Regions from separate parts of the Sus scrofa genome. Here region 1 is linked to region 2. The links are chromatin contacts, called in public targeted proximity ligation maps. All regions are on one chromosome and are shown on one strand. The core of a region is the stretch at or near the end of the contact, and the rest is flanking DNA. Distances in the headings are between cores, read along the strand shown. Region 1 overlaps NSMAF (protein FAN). Region 2 has its middle 25 kb from the start of NSMAF.

Region 1 (5,539 bases), core at 2,801-5,300, 80 kb before region 2:
TCATCATAATACTGACGTGGCATTAAAATGAACTCACCATATTTGAAAATGATATACTTCTTTGGAGCATCTTGGATTCTTTGGAAAACATCTTCAAGGTGGAATCTAATGTAATAACGACAAAGCAGACGTGTAAGAACGCTCTCCCGACCCTTCCAGGAGCAGCAGTGCGCGTGCTTGAGAACAGGGAGGTGATGGAGCGGCGAGCATCCCCCGGGAGGACCCGTGGCTCAGCAACAAGGAGTGAAAGCCACAACTGAAGGCAGAGCTGAGCCTAGTGACTGACAGAGGCTGAAGTTAAAAAGGTGGGGGGGGGGGGAAGCAATTTTAATATGAAAGGAAAACAAAAGGCTCTTGGCAGTAACATTTTTCTAAACCAGCCCATCTACGGTGGGGGCTACACCCCAGTATGTTACTGGCACTTACGTAAGAGAACCACTAACTTCCTAAATCACAATAAATTAGGAATTAAAGTGTCCAAGCTTTTAATATCATTGCCTAACAGAAGCTTTAAAAGGACATCAGGGTAACCCCTGAACAGTAAGACTCCCGAAGTACAATGTGCTCTAACATCCTGTATTTGAAATATAGAATTTTCCCAGTTCCCATTGTGGCTCAGCAGAAATGAATCTGACTAGCATCCATGAGGATGCAGGTTCGATCCCTGGCTCCGCTCAGTGGGTTAAGAATCTGGCGTTGCCGTGAGCTGTGGTGTAGCTCTCATATGCAGCTTGGATCCCTCGTTTCTGTGGTGTAGGCTGATGGCTATAGCTGATTCCACCCCTAGCCTGGGAACCTCCATATGCCGTGGGTATGGCCCTAAAAGACCAAAAAAAAAAAAAAAAAAAAAAAAAAAGGAATACAGAATTTTAAAATTCCTAATTTGCAATCATACAATGTGGTAAGTCAGATGAGTCAAATAATTTCTTCTGGATTGTCTAACATTTCAGCCTAGTTTTTACCAGCACCAACACGTGGAGTGCACTGCAGCTCCTACAGGAGCCACCAGCCAGCCTGCCCTGTGAAGACACTTTTCTCAAAATCAGAGGCCTCCTCTCCTAAGAGACACTGCTCCCCCACCAGCCCCAGGGCCCTCACACACACACTGTACAGCTGGGCGGGAACTGTAACGGGCAGTGGGGAGGAGGGGGGATGTCAGGGTCCATGTGAATTAGGGACGTCAAGTGTGAACATAAATGCATATGGGCCAGTGACTGCATTACTATGAGTGAGGAAACAGAGGAACAAAAGAAGCTTTTGGCTAAAAAGCACACCCACACCCTGATTTGGCAAGTTCACAAAGAAGCAAGAGGCTTATTAAACTGCTGAGGCTTAAGTCCTTGATGAAGGACTTAAATCCAGCCAAGGATGCAGCTTGGCCAGAGCAGAGGCGTTCTGTCTTGTGCAGTGACATTGCAAGGCCGACGGTGGGGACCCAGAAAAGCACAGCTGCCTCCTCCGGTCAGGGCGCTGTGGCCTTGGAAACGTCCTTTGGTCTTTGGTAGGGTTGTTTCCCGTGCTTTGTAGAAAGGTCTCTTTTAGGATGTCTGAGATTCACTGTATAAGCGAAGGACTGAACCAGGATCACAGCTGAGAGCAGTGACTGTCAACACCCGCAACGTGTGACGGGACAGTGCCTTCTCCTCACAGCTGCCTCCCCACGGGGAAGACAGAAACAGGAGCAGTCTAACGTGTCCACGCCAGAGTCCCACAACCCTTCTCATCGTCACTGCTTCCAAGTGCCCGTTCCCACGCAGGACGGGGAAGGACACGCTTTGATTCATTACATCCTGTGCAAACTGCCAGCACAGCAGCGGCTGGGGAAACAGGCGCCGCTAAATGCTCAGTCCTTTTTCAAGATCAAAAGAGTGAAATTCTAATGTGTCACTGAGATCTAGTTACAAGTCTAATTAGCCAGGCGCTTCAGGGCTCCCGAGGAATCATGATAACCAGCAAGCACATTAACAAGGCACCCATTAGATTTCACGCTAGACCTAAAACCAACACCCTGAAATATACACCGAGTGACAAAAATGTCCCCACACATCTGCATCCCCACTAGTGATGCCATGAAGCCACTGCTGTCCCCTCAATTCTGCGAAAACTCATCAGCAGCAGAAAGGATTGTCCAATCTTGATTTTGGCCAATTAACAATGACATTTTCTGCAACACACCACAAACTGCTCAAATTTTACGTGGAGGTGGCCCAGGCAGGTACGGTCCTGGGGAGTTAAGAAATGATGCCAGAGCGTGCCCGTCACCCTCAGTGGAAATAAACCCGACTGTTACCCATGAGGATGCAGCTCAATCCCCAGCTCGCTCAGTAGGTTCCAAAGGATCCAGCATTGTGAGCCGTGGTGTAGGTCGCAGACGCAGCTCGGATCCCCTGATACCGTGGCTGTGGTGTAGGCCGGCAGCTACACCTCTGATTCGACCTCTAGGCCTGGGAACCTCCATATGCCGGGGAGGCAGGGGGTGGGGAGGGTGGGGAAAAAAAAGGCAAGAAAAAAGAAATTCCAGGTAACCCACCTTTCATGTAGGAAAACATACCGTGTGAGGTTGTAAAGACGGATGACCCATTGCCAGAGACGGCGATCCCAGTAACCGCCCTGTTGGAAAAGCGAAGTTGTACAAATTACCATCAACCATGAGCCAGGACCTCGGTCTCTTTCAAGGCCTCGCTTTCATTTAAGTCCAAGTTTCTATCATTTTTTTTTCCCAGCTTGTCTGTGGACCTGGCCCTGCTCACACCAGCCACAACCGAGTCACCGCCCTGAAGCTCCTCGGGCTGTTCTGGCAACACCTGCGGCTGGAAAGGTCCCCTCTCGGCCCCAACCGCCGTGTGATGAGTCTGACCTGCGGTGAGCTGACTGCCAGCCCAGCCACTGGAACCCCCGCCACTTCCTTGCTTTGCTACTCAGCCACGTCCTCTCAGAGGTTCACGCGTGTTGCGACAAGGTCCCTCTCCACACGCGTGCCGAGGAAGAGGAGAGCCACCGTTCTGACGTGTAAGGTGGGACCTCGGGTTCCCCTGCAGGAGGCTGTGCTGACGTGGAGCCATCGGTCGGAAGTGGATGGACCCGTCCCTTCCCCCCACGGCCCGCAGACAGGACGAGGGGCCTGGGATTTCTTTTCTAGAACAGGACAGATCAGGGGAGGCCATGCCTCCCAAGCCTGCCCACCAAAGCCCATCAGTTTGGGGACAAAAAACGATCCAGGCAGCTTCGAAAGAGAACATCCCTCTTGACTCCGCCTGAGCCGCTTCACCCCGGGCCAAGACCCCAGGCCGACGCCGACACTCTTACTCTTTGTGGATCTTGTGTTGCTCGTGGAGCTGCAGTTTGGTGATGTTACTCCAGGCCAGTGTTCTGCTCTCCTCGGTCAGGTCCTCAAAAGACTCTTCCCCTGGAGAGACTGCATGTAAATGGTAACTCAGTCAGGCAGCTCAATTTCTAACCAGCCGCAGAGACGAGTGTCGGAATCCCAATATTTTCTATTAAAAGCAAACAACCAAGAAAGCAAAAGGCCTGCCCCAAATGGAACTGCTTTGATCTGCAGCTCCATGTCATCAAGGGATGAGAATAAACTGTATAATTTAAGTAAAATAAAAATCACTTGGAGAAAGATTAAAAAGTACCCTTGAGTACTAGTCTTTTTTAGCCATGCCCACCTGTGGCACTGGAAGTTCCTGGGCCAGGGATCACACCTGCACCACGGCAGTGACAAGCCTGGGGCCTTAACCCGCTGCACCACCAGGGAACTCCCTACAGTGTTTTATATTTTTATTGGGGTTTGCCAAGTTTTCACTTGGCTTCTAAGTTAGGAGCGTCTAGAAATACAAGGCCGGGTCATTGCTCCCTCATTAATCTTTGTGACGGTTCCCCAAGAACACTGGAGTTTGGTTTTGAGAGGGAGAGAGACAGATGAAACCAAGTGCTGCGGCGCCCTGGCTAGGGCCAGCCGGGCGGTGCCCTCACTTCTAAGAAGGGCTGGACTATTTCCCTTTTAAAATAACCCTGGTGGCCGGGCCTGGTGACTAAGAGGCATCACAAGACGGTCCTCATGACCCAGCCCGTGGGGAGTGGGGAGGCTCGGCTGTGCCCTAGAGTAGCCTGGCCACGCCGGGGCATGGAGAGGACTGGCAATAATGGGCAAGCAAGCAATACTGCTGCTGGACAGGGTCCGCCTTCCAGGGCCTGAGACCGTCTCATGTGGGACGTGAACCACGATAACTGGAGGAGGCGGAGCGCTCTCTCCTCCTTCCAAATACCACACATGAGACCAGGGTCACAGATACGCTGTAGATGTTCAAGTGACTGAGTAAGAATCAAATCCAGGTCTGTGTGGGGGTGTAAGAGGCAGGGATGCTGGATATCATTTCCTTCTCTTGAAGGAAGGAGCAGGGTGGCGGGACTGCTGGAGCGGCCACAGCCAGGGTGGATCAGCAGCTACAAATCAAAGACCAGCTTGGAAAACCAGGGAGAAGGATGTAAACAATAAAAACAACAAATACCGCCACATCTCGTTAAATTATCAGAATGTTAAGTGTTTTGATCATTAAATTATCAAAATATAAGTGTTCTGATTTTAAGGTCAAAAGTTAAAAACGAGATTGGTGTGCAGGAGAAAAGACAGCGAAACAAAATCGTCTCGAAGCTGCCCAATGTTTCATCTTTTTAGAATCTTCAGAAACAACCTGAATGGAAAAGAGAAACCGAGGGTGCTCACGTTGTTGTTCTCTTGACAAAACTTACCTGGAGAATCTGCCGTGGAGGCATTATAACTGGAGGTCTGGGGCAAGCTTTTAAACTTTGGGGTGATCCTTCGAGGATGGGGGGTCACAAAAAGCTGCTTTGGTGTCTGCCCAAACTCCAAAATCTGGGTCAGCAGGGCCACCTTCTCATCAGGATCCTCGATGCTGTAGGACAAAACACAGGCCATGTGGTGACTGCTGGGTTTAAGCTCCTTGAAAGCAGGGATTTCAAAATACAGGTCAACGGGAGAGAGGGGGACCTGCACTCAGAACAGCGACCATGTGTCAGGACTGTCTAGACCATTAGGTAATTTTTTGAGGCTCAGTGTCTTACAGAATGGCGAAAGTAAGCTATAGTTCACTGTAACATTTCCATACCTTCATATCATCAAATAACTGAATTATTTAGACAAAAAGGTAATTTGTAATGCAAGTAGAAATTCCTTATAGACGTAGAAATAAATACCTGTTCAAGTCCACACCTCCTTCATAGGTCAGGGGATGGAACACTGAGAAAAGATACAAAACACTCTTGAAAGATGTACTGTCTTGTTATAACATTCTATTCACAATTTTAAAGACGCAACAACTTTAGGCTTTTAGTCAAAGAAACCTATTTTCACTTTGCAAATCAGCCTAATACCATCCCACTTGGGGAGTTCCTGTCATGGCTCAGGGGTTAAAGAACCCAACTAGGATCCATGAGGATGTGGGTTAGATCCCTGGCTCTGCTCAGTGGGTTGAGGATACAGCATTGTCAGCTGCTGTGTAGGTCACAGACGTGG
Region 2 (5,148 bases), core at 1,452-3,951:
TGATTGCATGTCTTCAAAGAATGTATAATCTAGCAGAGCAGACAGGCGTGTACACTATTAAATAGAACCAACGCTGTCTATGCTGCCACTGAAGTCTGAACAAAGGACTGCGAGGTGCCCAGAAGAAGCAGCAACTTTCTTCTACCAAGTAGTTCAGGAAGGAGTTAGGCCTTAAAACAAATTGGATTTCTCCAGGCAGAGAGGGAGAGGAAGGTGTCTCAGGACGACTGAAAGAACAGATCATGGAAGACCAGGGCCTGACTGAGGAACGAACGTGGCACAGGAGGTGTGAGCATGAGAGCAGAGGTGGGGGGCGCCGGGGGGAGCCGGGGGAGGGGGGCACAGAGGCAGGCCTGAGGGTGAGCTTAGGTTTATGCAATTGGCTGCGGAGAGCCCGCACACAGTTTGGGGTTGGAAAAGAGAGTTGAGCGAACGAGCTATTGTATATTTGAAAAGATAACCCATGGGAAATGGAAGTTGGGAAGAAAGGAGGCAAAAATCACTACAGAAGACTCTGGAGCAGATGGTGACGTCACTGCATAGGATACACAACAGGGACAGTGCGCATGCGCATTTGGGAAAAGGGGCCAGTTCTGCTGAGGACAGGAAAACAGCACAAGCCACAGCAAACCCAGAGCTGCCCACACCGGCCCCCTAAGACCGAGTTCCCTTAGGAGTTTACCATTACTCTGTCCTCCCAAAACTTCATTTCTTTTTGCGTCCCTTCTAACTTCAATCCTGTGCTAACTGAACACTAATCAACCAGATCAGCTGATTAAAATTGCCGCTGTCCACATCACCCTTATCGTACAAAGTCACCTTGTTTCTCCAGCACCCCTCAGCCAAAGACCACCTGGCCAGAGAATCATAAACCAGACATTCCGACATCCTGAGAAATGTCTCAAGACAGTGATTAATCCTAGCGTTTTGCTCTTCCCCTTTAAAAACACCCCCAACTCCAAGACCAAGTTGGAGCGGATCAGAGACCTGTCTTCTCTCCCATGCTTGGTGCCCTGAACATAAACCCTTACTTTGCTGCAAACACCGGCTGGCAGAGTTTGGCACCTGAGCCCTCGCTCTTGGGTAGTGCTACCTGGAATGCAAGCAGAAGGGAGAGGAGAGTCAGGTAGCCCCTGATGCTCTGTGGGCAGTTTGGAGACAGCCTGAGACTGCTCCAGAAGCCCTCTTGCCCATCTCTCTAGGGCGGTAAGGGTGCTTCCACTGCCACACCCAGGACAGAGCCCAACTTGCAGCAGGTGTGGCATTGACCGCCCCCCCCCCCAGCCTTGCATGGGGCATGTGAAGTTCCCCAGCCAGGGATCGAGCCTGTGTCACAGCGACGACACCAGCTGCTGCAGTGACAATGCTAGGTCCTTAACCCGCTGAGCCACAGAGGAACTCCCTCCCCCTCTTTTCTTTATGGCCACACACCTGCAGCATATAGAAGTTCCCTGGTCAGGGATCCAATCTGAGCAGCAATTCTGACCTATGTCAGAGCTGCGGCAACACTGGATCCTTAACCCACTGCACCTCAGCAGGAACTCCCTGGAGCTCACATTTGTTGAATGAATAAATTGCCCAGGTCTTGAATCTTTCCCTTTTCCTCTTTCCTTAGGCCAACTGCATATAATTCTAGCTCACATGGGCCACAGGAGCCAGACTTCCTATTCTTCTTATGTTGGTAATGCCCCAGTCTCCTGGTTTTAAATTTTAGTAGTTATACTTACATAGATGATCATTATGTAATTAGCAGCAATTTGCTTCCAGTATGGGGGGGGGTGATGGATACTCATTAGCACACTAATGGTCAGAATAAAGGTAAACAATTTTCTGGACCCCCTGGGACTCCCAGTTCAACTGTGTGAGCTATTTGGGTAAAAATGACTGTGGGGGAGACATTCCACATACAGACAGGACACCGGGTTCTGGGAACCAGAGTGGAATGCTCTTTTGGCGGCTCCAGTATCTTGGTCTGTGTTTCTTTACCCATAAATAGATATTTCCTAGGAAAAATGAACAAAGACGTATACATCTTTCTGCTGTGCCAGCTTACCACTGTGAAAATGAACCATCGAAATGGTACAGCTTCAGGAAAATGGCTTTTTTTGTTTTGTTTTGTTTTGATCCACAGATTTCATCAGCCAACAGATGCTAGAAGATGGTATTCTTTGAATGAAATAATTTCCAGCCTTTATCATCAGTGAATAAAAAGTCGTACCATCTGCACTGTTGGTGATGTTTAAGCCCTCGACCCACTCATCACAACTACCTGTCCTTCAATGATCTGTGTGGATGCATGAGTATAAGGATACTGCAAACTCTGGGGTTTTGCAGGGATTGTTTTGGAGAAAATGGAAGTAGCTACACGTTGACCCTTGAGGATGAGGGGATCAAAGCCTGTTTCTGGAGGATGGGTCCTGAATAGCTAGCTCCATTCACATTAAATTCACCTGCTGATGGGCTCAGGGATGGTTTGTGCGCTAGCTCACCGGGTGCCCTCCACCTGACTCTGCGGACAGACGGTGGAGAGAGAGAGAGAACAGGTTCCTGTTCGAGGGGAGCCTATATTCTCGAAGGAGAGGCAGAGGACAAAAGTCCAACGCAATGTAATGGGTTATTTTATGACAAATGCAGCCCTGTGAGGTTGACGTCATCTGTGGGCGAGACACTCGCTGGAGGCTCACCCGGAAGGGCTGGGGGGAGGGGGTTGTGGGGGTGGCCTGCCCTGGGTGGTGACTGAAGAGCCTGAACAGGAGGGAGCCTGGCGGGAGGAAGTGAAAGAAGCCAGAGCGGCAGTAGCATAGACTCAGGGAATCTGTGACTTCAAGTTCCCCAGAGCCTCGAATTTAGTCTCTTGACCTCATCTCCAGTAGAGGTTGTGTGTATAGTCACAGCATGTGTGAGTGTTTAACGCATCAGTTTACTAAATAAACACGTAAAACACACCGTAGTTTTTGAATCCCTCACATCTAAAACTCTTTGTGGCTCAGGCCCCTCGCACCCCAGCCAGGCCCTGCTGGTGGGACGGAGCCAGGGCACATGGCCTCGTTGGCTCTGCTGAGGATGAATTCCTCCCTCCAGGGCAGGGAAGCCTCAGAAGGAGTCAGTCCACACCTGAGAAAGTCTGAGCCCGTGTTTTCACATTAATCATCGCCTCCCACTTTCACCACCACCTGGCAAGAAGGGTATTTCTAACTTTATTTCACAAAGGAGGCTAAGAATTCCAAGCTAAGTGAATTCTCCAGGTCACACTGCTAGGAAATAAGCTGGCAATTTTTTTTTTTTCTTTTTTTTTTGGCCGTGCCTGCAGCATGCAGAACTTCCTGGGTCAGTGATCCAACCTGCAGCACAGTGTGAAATGCCAACCCAACCTGCTGCGCCATCAGGGAATTCCTAAGCTGGCATTTTAATATAGGCCTAACTCCAAAACACAAGCCTTCTCCACTGCCTCTTAGCACCCCCTCCGCCCCCTTCTGCCCTGCAGAATTTTAGAGAGAGAGGGGAGTGTTATGGGCTGAACTGTGTCCCGCTTAAATTTGTACATTGATGTTCTCACCCTCAGGACCTCAGAAAGGGATCATATTTGGAGACGTGGGAGTTAGCTAAAATGAGGTCAGTAGGGTGGGCCTTTACCCACTATACCCAGTGTGTCCTGATAAGAAGAGGAAATTCGGACACAGGCATGCACACATGAAGACGTAGGATGAAGGCAGCCATCAGGGGCACAGGAGGGAGGCCTTGGAAGAAACCGTACCTGCCGACTACTTGGTCTTGGACTTCTGGTCTCCAGAACTGTGAGCATCGATTTCTTTCTTTTTTTAAAATCTTTTTAGGGCCACACCCACAGCATATGGAGATTTCCAGGCTAGGGGTCAAATTGGAGCTGTAGCTGCCAGCCTACACCACAGCCACGGCAACGCTAGATCTGAGCCGCATCTGCAACCTACAGCAGAGCTCATGGCAACACTGAATCCTTAACCCAATGAAAAAGGCCAGGGATCAAACCCAAGTCCTCATGGATACCAGTCGGGTTCGTTACTGCTGAGCCACAATGGGAACTCCGTGAGCATCAGTTTCTGATGGTTAAACTACCTGTGGGGAGCTTTCTCATGATAGCCAGGAGCAAGCAAACCAGTCAGGGAGTTTGTTACCTTCTCTGTGCATCTTTGCTGATACTGTGTGGTTGATACTCTTCTCTCTCCCCATGCTCCTGGCAGATTTCCTAACAGAATATTCCACTGGCTACAGACAGGACTTTGGACACCTGGCCTTCTCCCAGTAATTAAAAATCATCATCAGGTTACTCTTCAAAGCCTTGCCTTCCTATCATGATATATAGAAAAAGATTACACTGTTTAAGCTAACGATGGCCAAAACCCACTATCAGCCCTTCAAGTAACAGTAAAGCCTTTACTCAATGACATGAAGAACGTTACAACTTAATTAAAGCTCTTAAGGTGGGATGTAAGCCTTCTGAATTTCAGGTACCAGGAGTTAATCATAAGAGAGGTTTCTGAGTAAAGGAAATTTTCAGCATCTTTCAAATGGTCTTCCAAAGTTCATGCAAAAGGCTGACTCCATTGAAAGGAATATTTTGGCAGATGGAAGAGTTGAGAAGACTCTGTGTAAATTTACTCTCATTTACAATCTCATGGCTTATTTGGCTAATTGAATCAGTATTTCTTGTGTATTTTTTCTCTGAAAAAAACACCCAAATACAGTGCTAACCTAACGCCTGTAGGCACCTGTATTTTGTCTTCTGGAGACTTTTTAGTGTTATAATTCCCTCAGCCACTCTGTAATTCTTTATTAAGTTTTAATGGGGCTTAAACTCTCCATTTGTAGGCAATACATTATTCCTTCTCTCTGCCAGCAGGTCTAATATTTCTCAGTAGCCTGCTTTAGAGCTCCTTCTGGTGGTTTAAAGCTATTATGACACATCCATCTCTAGTATCAGCATCTATTCCATCTCATGGTGATTGCTAAGACCTGCTCACCAAAGCAAAATAGTAGAAGTTATGTTTGCAGTAGACTGCAACGCAGTGATGCTCTGCTTACAAATTAAGACTAATTACACAACTGGTGACTGTCAGGAAAAGGACAGGAGAGTTTGGGGTAGGGAGCTTGTAACCACTCTAGCAAATGGCT

What was found.
Region 1: a contact with region 2 is called in a targeted proximity ligation map of alveolar macrophages. A contact is called at or near these places in 9 of 47 Hi-C or Micro-C datasets (blood, embryonic fibroblasts, heart right ventricle and 3 more) and 1 of 2 datasets of targeted methods (alveolar macrophages).

What each region holds. Positions count from the first base shown.
Region 1 is chr4:74,284,327-74,289,865 of Sscrofa11.1, reverse strand. It overlaps NSMAF (protein FAN), which reads right to left. Exons shown (of 31, transcript XM_021089346.1): 20 at 5,221-5,263; 21 at 4,756-4,919; 22 at 3,307-3,415; 23 at 2,552-2,610; 24 at 38-105. Among named protein-coding and RNA genes, the nearest start is that of SDCBP, 41 kb to the left of the region's middle.
Region 2 is chr4:74,203,609-74,208,756 of Sscrofa11.1, reverse strand. No RefSeq gene overlaps it. Among named protein-coding and RNA genes, the nearest start is that of NSMAF, 25 kb to the left of the region's middle.